Regions from separate parts of the Mus musculus genome. Here region 2 is linked to region 1. Evidence: chromatin contacts called from public promoter capture Hi-C data. All regions are on one chromosome and are shown on one strand. The core of a region is the stretch at or near the end of the contact, and the rest is flanking DNA. Distances in the headings are between cores, read along the strand shown. Region 1 holds the start of Dscaml1 (DS cell adhesion molecule like 1). Region 2 overlaps Cep164 (centrosomal protein 164).

Region 1 (5,496 bases), core at 1,120-3,619:
CGCTAAGGCAGACAGGAAAGGAGCAAAGGGCTATCTATGCTTTCCACTCACTATGAAGCAGCTAGACTAGTCAAGTGCACAGAGACAGAGGTCAAGGGACGGTTCCAGAGACTGAGAGAAGGTTCCAGAGACTGAGGGGAGGTTCCAGAGACTGAGGGGAGGTTCCAGAGACTGAGAGAAGGTTCCAGAGACTGAGGGGAGGTTCCAGAGACTGAGGAGGGGTTCCAGAGACTGAGAGAAGGTTCCAGAGACTGGGGGGGGGGTTCCAGAGACTGAGGGGAGGGGAGGTTCCAGAGACTGGGGGAGGGGAGGTTCCAGAGACTGAGGAGGGGTTCCAGAGACTGAGGGGAGGTTCCAGAGACTGAGAGAAGGTTCCAGAGACTGGGGGGGGGATTCCAGAGACTGAGGGGAGGTTCCAGAGACTGAGAGAAGGTTCCATAGATTGGGGGGGGGTCCAGAGACTGAGGGGAGGGGAGGTTCCAGAGACTGGGGGAGGGTTAGGTTCCAGAGACTGAGGGGGAAGGGAGGTTCCAGAGACTGGGGGAGGGTTAGGTTCCAGAGACTGAGGGGGAAGGGAGGTTCCAGAGACTGGGGGGGGGGAGGTTCCAGAGACTGAGGGGGGGCGGTTCCAGAGACTGAGGGGAGGTTCCAGAGACTGAGGGGAGGTTCCAGAGACTGAGGAGGGGTTCCAGAGACTGAGGGGGGTTCCAGAGACTGAGGGGAGGTTCCAGAGACTGGGGGGAGGGGAGGTTCCAGAGACTGAGGGGAGGGGAGGTTCCAGAGACTGAGGGGAGGGGAGGTTCCAGAGACTGGAAAGTGGCATGAGGAGCTTCTGCTTAGTTTGATGGGGGAAAAAATCTGGACATGGGACACGATAATGGTTGGACAACATTGGGGCTTTACTTAGTAGTAGTAAGCTTAACCGATGGCTAAAATGAGGGCGGGAGAGAGCTCAGTTTGTAAAATGCTTGCTGTGTAAGCAGGGAGCGCTGAGTTTGGCTCTCCAGGTTTAAGTGAGAGAGACCCTGTTTCAAAATATAAAGTGAAGAGAGATCTATAGGGGGAAAATCACCTGACATGGACCAGTGTCTCCACACACACATGCATACACATGCACCTGCACCCACGGAGACCTGTACACACACCACACACACAAATTTAAAACTGGTTAAAACGGCAATTTCACACTTTACGGATCTTTCCATTTAAAAAAAAAGCACAGCTTTCAAATTTTAGTTTAAAACGTTAGACATATTTTGGCAAAACCTGTGAATGAGAAAACCTGGTTCTTCGCCTGAACTTGGGTGAGACATCTGGAGGAGACAGAACCGCAGCTCCCAGCTTCTCCCACCTTTCCTACTATGCCTCACAGAAAGCCAGGTCAAAACAGGTGGCTATTTGCATGGAGAGTTCTGTGCTGGCACCTAGTGTATCTTCGGGTTAGCTGGACCCCTTCTCTGGAACCTGTGTGGCCTCTTATTTGAGAATTAAGACAAAAGAAGACTTTCACCACATCAGCCTTCCACGTCAGAGTCAGGCATGACATGGTGCCTGTCTCAGAGCTCAGCTGTGCTAGGCTTCCATTTGGTGGCTGATAAGGCACTCTCCTCACTTTGTCTTGACCAGACAGATTCTGCAAGGCGAGGAAGCTGTGATGGTGTGTGTGCAGGGGCGCGGGGGGTGTGGTGGGGGGAGGTTAGGGAGAGAGGGACAAAGCACACATAGAACAGGCATTATCTGTGCATTGTAAATGACTGGCTTTTTTTTTTTTAAGTATTAGGTTCTAGTGTATATTTGGACAGTGCTGGGGATGGGTGGTCTGAGACAGCTTCTCCAGGAAGCTGACTTGCAGAAGTGACTAAGGGTTTGGGAGCAACACGTACGATTGGGCATTGAGATATAGAGTACCAAATGTCTTCAAAGATTTTTAGCCCAGATGTTACTCAGAGCACCTATGCTCTCCCATTCGTGGAGGGAAACTGAGTCCAAAAGAAACAGCCAGCAATGGCTTTGAATGACCGGCCGGGCGAAAAACCCGTGTTCTTTTCCCCTTACATGGCAGACTCTTAGCACATGTATGACATATGCCTCTGTGCGACCATAGGCTCAAAAGCCTGCGAGTTACAGGGACCCCTCTCCTCTCTCGACCAGAGGAGCAGGATCGAGACTGTCTGGTCAGGGTCCCCACCTCTGTCCCCTAAGCTTGTGGGACTAAGTGACCCCAGGCTGGGGCTGGAGTAGCACTCACCACCCCGGGGTGTCGCGGGGGGCTGGGGCGGGGAAAGCGGCCGCCTAGCCCAGCCCCGTGGATGACAGGAGCCGGGGAGCCGAGGAGGGAGGAGCCGCCGCCGCGCGCTGGGCTGAGGAGCAGAGAGAGCGGGGCGCCGAGTGCGGGCGGCTGGGAGCGCGCTGAGCGGGGGAGAGGCGCTGCCGCACGGCCGGCCACAGGACCACCTCCCCGGAGAATAGGGCCTCTTTATGGCATGTGGCTGGTAACTTTCCTCCTGCTCCTGGACTCTTTACACAAAGGTGAGACCCGCGCTGCCGGCGGCTGGGCGGTGGAGGCGGCGGGGCTGGGATGCGCGCGGCTGGAGGCAAGGTGCGGTGCCCAGTGGGCTCCAGGTGCCCGAGTGCTGGACCCACTCGGGTGCATGGCGCTGGGTGGGCGCGAGAGCTGGGGCGGTTCCGAGAGAAGGGTCTGGTGAGAGTCAGCCTGGGACCGCTTGCCAGCCCCCCTGCGCCTGCCGTTTAGGGGCGCGCCCGTGGGGGGCGGTGGCAAAGGAACCCCTGGTTTTCCCATCGCAGCCCAGCTTTAGTTCTGCCCTGGCCCCCTCCCCCAGCCCCCAGCCCGCTCCCGCGGCTTGCTGGAGCTGGGACCCCGGGGTGCCCTGCGAGCCAGGTGGTCCTCGGACTGAGACTTCATCCGGGAGCCCTCGGTATTTGGGTCCTTGGACCTAGGGAAGATCACTCCTGCCGTAGCTTCGTGCGCCCCTCGACCGCCCTCGACCCCCGCCCTGGCGCAAATGCCGGCGCACCGCATGGCGCTTATCCGCGCCTGGCTGGGTGCAGGGCTGGGGAGCTAGGGGTCCCCAGGGGTGGGGGTTCCCTCGGACACCAAGTTTGTTCTTCAGACCCAAGAGTCGCCATCACCTATGTCTCACCCCTGTACCCCAGGCGCTGGCTCCGGCTTCTCTGCGTCTCCCTGACCACCTTAGGCAGCGCGCCCCAAGGTGCAAGACTCTCCGCTCCGGCGCTTGGCCTGCTGGACCTGGGGACAAGTGTTCAGACTGGGGGGCGTGTCCCTTTCCCGGGAGAGAAAAGGTTGCTAGGGGTGGGTCCAGGTGTCCGGCATGTCCAGACCTGCTCCCGGGGTTCCGTGCACCTGATCTGAGAGGCAGCCGGGACTGAGGGGTTGGCAAAAAGCAGGCATTTTCGATGGTTAGCAATCTGGGCACCAAATCGACACTTGGGCAGCGCGGGCAGTTGAGCTTCTAGGCTGTGGTAGAGGACGTGCCCCCGGGCGCGCAGATGGCAGGAGGGAGAGGAGGCGGCCGAACTCCGCGCCCTTGCGCTGTAGAGCACAGACGCTTCTCGGCTTTACCTGCTCAAGCCTCTAACTTTTCTCCTTCGCGCCCAGAGGGCAGCTTCTCCTTTCGCCCCCTTTGCATGGGTTGGCCTGGTCCAATAATAATTCTTGCCCCTCTAGGCAATGGAGAAGGACAGCCAAGAGCCCGGGGGAGGGGTCTAGTCCTCTGCTAATGCCTGGAGATGTACGGAGTTTGTAACCTGCCAGAGCCCAAAGCAATGCTCGGTAGATTAAAGGAGGAACCTAGCCCTTATTAGTGCTATGGCCGGGTCAGAGCCAGTCTGATGGCCTACTCAGAGCCAGTCTGATGGCCTAGTCCACTGGGATTCTGTCCAGAAGATACGGGTGCTGGGTAGCGGGTGGCCTCAAATGGTGAGCAAAGTAATGGACTTTCTCAGGCCAAGGGGGCCACCGGGTAACACACCAAGGCTAGACTTGCTTGCTTAACTCCTTGCCCCCCTGGACTCCTAATCTGACCTCTTCATCCCACCTGAGAGCAACAATCTTGCCTCCTGCTTCCAGTACACACCACACACACACACACACACACACACACACACACACACACACCACACACACCAATTTTCTTTCTTGGGGCTCTTCCTGCTTCCCTCCACCCTGGCAGGCTGGTTTGGCTCACAGCTTTAATTACGTTAATATTAAATATACATAAGGTGAGGAGCGGCTTTCTCTCTCCATAGCTCTCACTCCAACCCCCTTCCCTTTTCCATTTGTCAGGCAAGGAACACGGACCAGAGCTGTGGCCACACTCAGTTGCTTTGTCCCTAACCTTGCTCCCAGGAACAGCCCATTTCTCAGCCCTGCAGCCTCCTTCACAAATACCTGCAGGACTGCACCCACCCCCACCCAGGAGCGCTGCATTAATAAATGAAGCCCCAGTTATTTGATAGGGAAGGAGCAGATGGGGGTGGGGGTGGAGAAAGGCCCAGAAGGCCACAGGGCAACAGCTGGAGGGGCAGAGCCCTCTCCTACGCAGGCAGGAAGTTGCCACAACTAGGTCTTGTGGGTAGACAGGAGTTACCAGGTATGGCGGCCCTGGGTGGCCTTTGGGTCTGCAGATCCTTGGCTCCCTTGCCATTCAGAGCACCAGCATCTGTGCTGGGCGCCAGGCAGCCTTGCCAGACAGGCCTATCTTTTCCTTGGTGCCTTAATTGGGTCTTAGGTGCCAGGCTGATCCCCAGGGGCCTGTTCTGCTTGGGGTGGCATGGTAGGTGGGTGGTGGAGGCGGCTGGGGAGGGGGGAAGACGTAATGTGGGGAAAGCAAGAAAGATGGGGCGTGGTTTATTTCTCTCTCGTTGCCAGTCACCCCCGCGGCACCAAGGAAAATGTAAATGCGAATGTTCCAGCCTGTTACAGAAAACAATATCCTCTTGCAATAATTTGTACGTCCATCTGTGAGGAGCGGGAGGCGGCAGGCAGAGAGAAGAAAACAGGAGGAGATGGAGCGTCCTCTGGATGGAATTAAGCAGTTATTGAATGTGTTTTAAGCTTCTGTTATTTCCATTCCTCTCAAAATACCTTTTTTTTTTTTTTTTTTTTTTTGACGAAGCCCGAGCTCAGCCTGTTTCCCCAGAACTAAACCAGGAAGGTGTTTTAATAATCGGTTATCGAGTCTCCAATAACTGCCTTATTATTGCCAAAACAAATCCAGGTCTGGGCAGCCAGATGAACCCCAGTGAGGCTCTCTCTGTTGTTACATCCAGCGTGCCAGCATCTGTGTTGCCCGAATTTGCATTTTTACTGTGTAAAAGAACAAGCTTCCTCGGCACTAAAATTCCTGTTTTCTAAAAGCCAAAATAATGGGTTGCATTGATTTTTTCATTTCCCACCCCAACCTCTCCGATGGAGACTCAGGGTTCCTCTCTCTGGAGAAGACCAAATTAAAAGCC
Region 2 (5,472 bases), core at 1,304-3,803, 370 kb after region 1:
GGCCTTAATGGGAGGCCCATGGGCACGCCCTTGAAAGAGGCTGTGAGACCTCACACCCTTCATCTCTTTGTTCCTTGGCTTATGATGTGAACATCTTTGCTGTGCACAGGGTCCTGCCATGATATGCCACTGGCCCTCACAGTATCATCTCTCCCAGGAAGTCTTCCTTGGTCTTTGGTCCCTGGACCCTGGGCCTCTCTATGACAATAGCTATAATAGTTGTGGGTTTCTTTGTTTATTTTCCTCACTAGACGAACTTCTGGTTGAGCTCAGAACCCAGTTTCTAGAATACAAGGATGGTCAGTAAAGTCTTGACAGAGCTTATTAGGGTTTTGTTTTGCTTCTTTCTTTCTTTCTTTCTTTCTTTCTTTCTTTCTTTCTTTCTTTCTTTTTTAAGAATGCTGGTGTCTTGCCAGTGGTGATGGAGTTTGCCTTTAATCCCACCAGAGGCAGGTGGATCTCTGAATACAAGACCAACCTGGTCTACAAAGCAAGTTCTAGTATAGCCTGAACTACACAGAAGAACTGTCTCAAAAAAAACACTACAAAGCCAAGAAGGATGCACGCATGAGACCGTGGGAAGCACTGAGGTCTCCTCTCCTCCTCTCCCAAGTGGAGATGTAATGGCTATAATTGCCAAGGTCTTACCGGGATTAGACTGTTTCATTACAGTGCTTATGAAATGAAATATTAACTCTTAACTACTCAAAATGACAGAAAGGCAAGTAGGCCATCAAAACTCAGAGGGTGACCAGGGTATGGTGGCACACGCCTCTAATCCCAGCTCTCCAGAGGCACAGACAGGCAGGCAGATTTCTGTGACTTCAAGGCCAGCTTGGTCTACATAGTCAGTCAAGCAACACTGTGAGACACTGTCTCAATAAGTAAATAAATGAGTGAATAAACAAATAAATAAGCAAACAGACAAATAAATGGATAAATGAATGGGCACATTAATTAATTGGTTAATTGATTAATTAATCCAAAAAACAAACAAACCCTCAAAGGGTATCCCTGGCTGGGAGCAGCTCAGGAGTATAGCAAATGCCTAGTACGTCTGACACTGGCTCCATTCCCAAAACTGATGGGGAGACAAAAGAAGGAGAGGATAACAGATAGAGCTTGAGTATCATTCTTTTTTCTTTCCTTAAAAACATACGTCTTTTTTTTAAATTGGTTTTATTCATGTGTGCCTGTCTGTGTGTGACCTGTGTGTATAAGTACCTAGGGGGGCCAGAAGAGGGCATAAGATCTGCTGGAATTACAAGCAGTTGTGAGCTTGTGCGGTTGCTGATGTGGGTTCTGGGAACCAACCCCCAGTGGTCCTTGGGAAAAACAGCAAGTGATTTTTAACCATTGAGCCATCTGCCCTAGGTTCCCATACTCACACTGGAGAGAACACGTCTACAAGAATCTTGAGCTTCATCTAGGCAATTCTCAAACTTAAACCCTTCAAAGGATGGCTTGCCGCTTGGAGCACAGCGCACAGGTAGGGTGTGTGCTTAAGGCAGAAGGCCCCAGCTTATCACCTTCAGCATCCCTTCCTCCCCCAAAAGGAAGATTTCCACGTGACTGGATGATCTCAGTCTGCCTACTGAAACGTAAAATTGCTGAAATAGGGCAATCACTAAAGTAAATGGCCTTAATAAGATAAAATAAACGGCCTTGCCCTGTATCCACATCTACTGACTACATCACTAGGATGGCCAGAAATGGGTGGAGAAGGCAGGGGAAGTTAAACACTGGTTGTCTATCATCTACAAAAGGATGCAGGAAAGCTATTACCTCACCTGACTCTATGTTGTCCCTGTTCACCCAGCCCCTGCTCCTTGGCACATCACCAGGCCTAGGACCTGAAGCCCCCAGCTGTATGCAAACTCCAGGCACCTGGGTACAGGCTCCTGCTCCGGGCTTTGTGGGTGCACAGCTCTACTCCATGTCTCTCATGCTCAAACTCCCAACCTTCCCTGCCACAGTCCCAGGTCCCTTTTGCATCTCACAGCGTATTTCAAGACTTCACCATCTGCGCAAGGAAGGGGTGAAGAGCAGTGACTGTCAGAACCAGCTCATGAATAGCTAACACTTTTCAAAAGTCATGACGCTCCCCAGGATACGGTCCCACCCCCTCACCTGCCCAGAGCCCCGAGGTACGGGCTCCAATGAGCCACACAGGTCAGGAGGAGAATAACAGGGGATCGGAGAGGTTGCCTTGACAGGTCAGGCTTATTTTCCAGGTCTGGTGCCCATTCATTGGGTCTCAGTTCTTTGCACAGCTCCCCGGGTACAGTTAGCACTTTCCAATCACACTGACATCATCCTGTGATTTCTAAGCCAAGGCTCCCTCCCTCTCCTTTGATAGCTGATGGCTTTTCATCAGCACCACATGACCACATACCGCCTGCTCACCACCCTCTGCCTCCCCGGGCCTGAAGGAAAGCCCTGGTGTGGGTTCTGTGAACCTTTCCCTTTTAGTAACAGACTAGCGATGGGTTTGGGCTGGAAGGCCGCGGTGGGAGCCTGGGCTGCATTCTTACCATCCTACTGCCCTCTCATGGAAGTAAGAGCAAAATGACACAGGGCAGCGTGAGGCTGTAACAGGAGCTGTGAGGGGCGGGGCAAGACTGCACACTGGGACTAAAGCTATTTTCAAAAGCAATGCCCAAGTGGAGGCAGTTTTGCCTGCCGAGAAACCTACACTTATCTCCACCACTAACATCTCCCCCATGAAAAAGCCCTAATACCTACCTGAGGTTTGAATATAGGACTCCAACACCCCCATGTGGCAGAGGACTGAAGACAGTCTATCACCTACTACACGTTTCCCCGCAACACTGTGGTGCCGAGCAAGCCACTCAAATGTCTAAAAAGCTCCCACTCCCCCACCACCATTCAAGGGAAAATGTCAGAAGTCCAGATCACGTCAAAGGAGAGAACACCTTCCCTGGCTGACATCTGTAAGCCTTTAAGAAGCCATCACGATCAAGCTACAGTGGAACTGCAATACACCAGCCGATGGTTAGGGACAAACACCTACTGAACCCAGAAGCTGAGAAAGCTAAGAGAAGGAGAAAACACCGTCCAGCCTGTCTGGGTCCCCTCCACTCCATTCCTTCAGCAGTTACACAAAGCACAGCCAAGCACGACCTGTGCCCCAGGCAGTGAGTGGGCTGGGTGCTGGGTGTACAGACATAAATCGTGCAGCACCAATATGCCCGGGTTCAGCCCCCTGCAGAGACTACCCTCCTGCAAACACTTCCTGAGCCCTTCTCCTGGTGACAGACATCCACCCAGGTGCAAAAGGAGCATCTGCTTTGAGTCCACTCGTCAGTCAGAGAGTCAAACCGGATGGATTCCTGACTCAGGCAGACCAGCTCTCGCTCAGAAGGAACGGTTTCAAGGCAGACATGTATCAGATTGGAGCTACAGATGGGACAGTTGGGGAAAGTGCTGCGTTTGGCAGAAGGTGTTAAAGTCACAATCAAAACATATCTGACTGTGCGGAACCAAAAGGCCGGAGAAACTCTGGGATAATGAGCAAAGTTTTATTATGAAGTGGTACCCAGAGTGAGCACTCAGGTACAAATCCAGATATAGCCTGTCAGCCAGCGTGCAGACTCAAACAAACATCCTGGCCTCCAAGGGGTGGTGAGTACCAAGAAATGGGCATCAGAAGTAGTAAGAGATCGGGTCAGGAGGATGGCTCAGTGGGTTTAGGCACTTGTTGCCCAGCTTGGCAACCTGAGTTCAAGCCCCAGGACCTGCATGGAAGGAGAAAACTGACTCCAGCAAGTTGTCCTCCAACCTCCACATGTACAGACGAATAAATTAAAATGCAATTAAAAAAAAAAAAAGGACCTGGCTGTGGTGGTGCTTGCCTTTAATCCTAGCACTCGGAAGGCAGAGGCAGGTGGATCTCTGAGTTCAAGGCTATCGTGGTCTACAGAGCGAATTCCACGACAGCCAAGACTACTCAGAGAAACCCTGTCTCAAAACAAACAAACAAACAAATGATGATGGGGGGGGGGGGGTGATGATGATGATGGTGGTGATGATGATGATGGTGGTAGAGGCTGAGGAGATGCCTTGGAGGGTAAGAGTGCTTGCTGTGCAGCCTGAGTTCCCAAGTGTAATAAGTTAGGTGTGGCCATGCACCCGTAACCCGGCACTGTGGGAGGAGGGCACAGGAAGGCCCCTGGGGCACGCTGGCTGCCAGTCTAGAGCCAGGTTCAGTGAGAGAACTATCTTGATGGAATAATTAGGCAGAGTGACAGAGCAGAACACCCAAGGTCCTCCTCTGGCCCCCATGTGGACCGGAGCATATGTTCCAGCAAACATACACGTGTAACATACACAGTCACACGTACACACAGAATGGGGGTGGTAATGAAACCAATTACAATTCGGCAGGGGGGCACCTTTGCTTTTCTGGCTGGCTTTGTGGTCATCCTAATGATGTAAAGGTCATTTTGAGTTTAAGGTGTGGACAGCACTAATAAAAACGTACTGTATAATGCCTGTCTGCTGCTTAGACCTTGCAGTCGGTATTTAAATGTCTGCATGAATCTAACTTGCAACTTCATGATTCACTGCTTATAACAAATATTTTAGGACTATTTAGAGAACTGTTAATTGATTAATATTCATCAATCAGACACTAGACAGAGAATATACAGTAGATGTTCATATGATTTCTGGTCCAGGCTCCAAAGCATGCACCAAGGTTCTGCGTCTGAGGACATGACGAGATGGACTGCCCGAGTGCTCTCCCTGAAGAAGATGCTGGCGACAGCCCAGGCCAGACCGCAGAGACAGGACGGGCGTGTGGAAGCGTGTTCCTGAAGCTACTCCTACCCATACGCCTTTTTCTACCCTTAAATCTTTGCTTGGGCTGTTCGTTTACCTAGACTATCCCCTGTCTAAAACAGCTTTTCTTCAAAACCCAGGGCAAATGCCACCTCTTCCAGCAAGTTTGCCTGATGTCTAGACAAGAAATCTCTTCTCCATGCAGTGTGCAAGGAGGGGAAGGGCCATAAGCATGCATGTCTCATTATGCTCAAGGCACCTGCTAATTCGTGGACTTCCAAGAACTGGTCATCTGATAGCTGAAAAAAATGAATGGATTCCCTGGACCCCAGAAATCCTGGGCAGACCCAGCTGGACCAGTTCCCTTTCTAAATGTGCTCAGCAGACTGCAAAAGCTTCTTCCAAAGGAAAGAAAAGGTACTGCCCGAGGCATTTAACAGCAGGGCCTCAGGCTCTTACCTCGTACTCAAAGTTACCTCCCAGGGCACCAAGGTCCAGATGTAGGTTCTTGAGAAGTTCACTGGAGCTCCGGACACTCTGTGAGGAAAAACAGCTGAGCTCAGTTAAGGTCTTAGTCAGGGTTTCCATGGAAGTGATGGGGTCCATGACCAGAAGCAACTTCGGGACAGAGGGTTCATTTCAGCTTACAGCTCTCAGGTCATGCTCTCT

Evidence for each region. Promoter capture Hi-C pulls out the DNA fragments that hold promoters and counts their contacts.
Region 2: a contact with region 1 is called in a promoter capture Hi-C map of neural stem cells. The contact joins the enhancer-like site here to the promoter of Dscaml1 in region 1. A contact is called at or near these places in 14 of 39 promoter capture datasets (cranial neural crest, embryonic stem cells, frontonasal cranial neural crest and 8 more), 5 of 15 datasets of contacts at CTCF or cohesin (embryonic stem cells, hippocampal excitatory neurons, large pre-B cells and 2 more), 14 of 484 Hi-C or Micro-C datasets (cerebellum, cerebral cortex, cortical neurons and 9 more), 18 of 115 datasets of contacts at active chromatin or transcription factors (SST interneurons, astrocytes, craniofacial prominence and 10 more) and 3 of 9 other capture datasets (adipose tissue, embryonic stem cells and liver).

The regions. Positions count from the first base shown.
Region 1 is chr9:45,427,984-45,433,479 of GRCm38.p6, forward strand. It overlaps Dscaml1 (DS cell adhesion molecule like 1), which reads left to right and starts at 2,370. Exons shown (of 33, transcript NM_001081270.2): 1 at 2,370-2,529. The coding sequence starts at 2,484. 4833428L15Rik (RIKEN cDNA 4833428L15 gene) reads right to left here and starts at 3,249. Exons shown (of 5, transcript NR_040732.1): 1 at 3,162-3,249.
Region 2 is chr9:45,796,203-45,801,674 of GRCm38.p6, forward strand. Cep164 (centrosomal protein 164) reads right to left here. Exons shown (of 30, transcript NM_001081373.3): 7 at 5,263-5,340. Among named protein-coding and RNA genes, the nearest start is that of Cep164, 30 kb to the right of the region's middle. Within about 2 kb of position 2,554, at least 59 of the 459 cell types and tissues checked have an H3K27ac peak or open chromatin away from gene starts, as enhancers often do. A contact at or near this core is called in SST interneurons, astrocytes, cerebellum and 4 more, where this site is marked.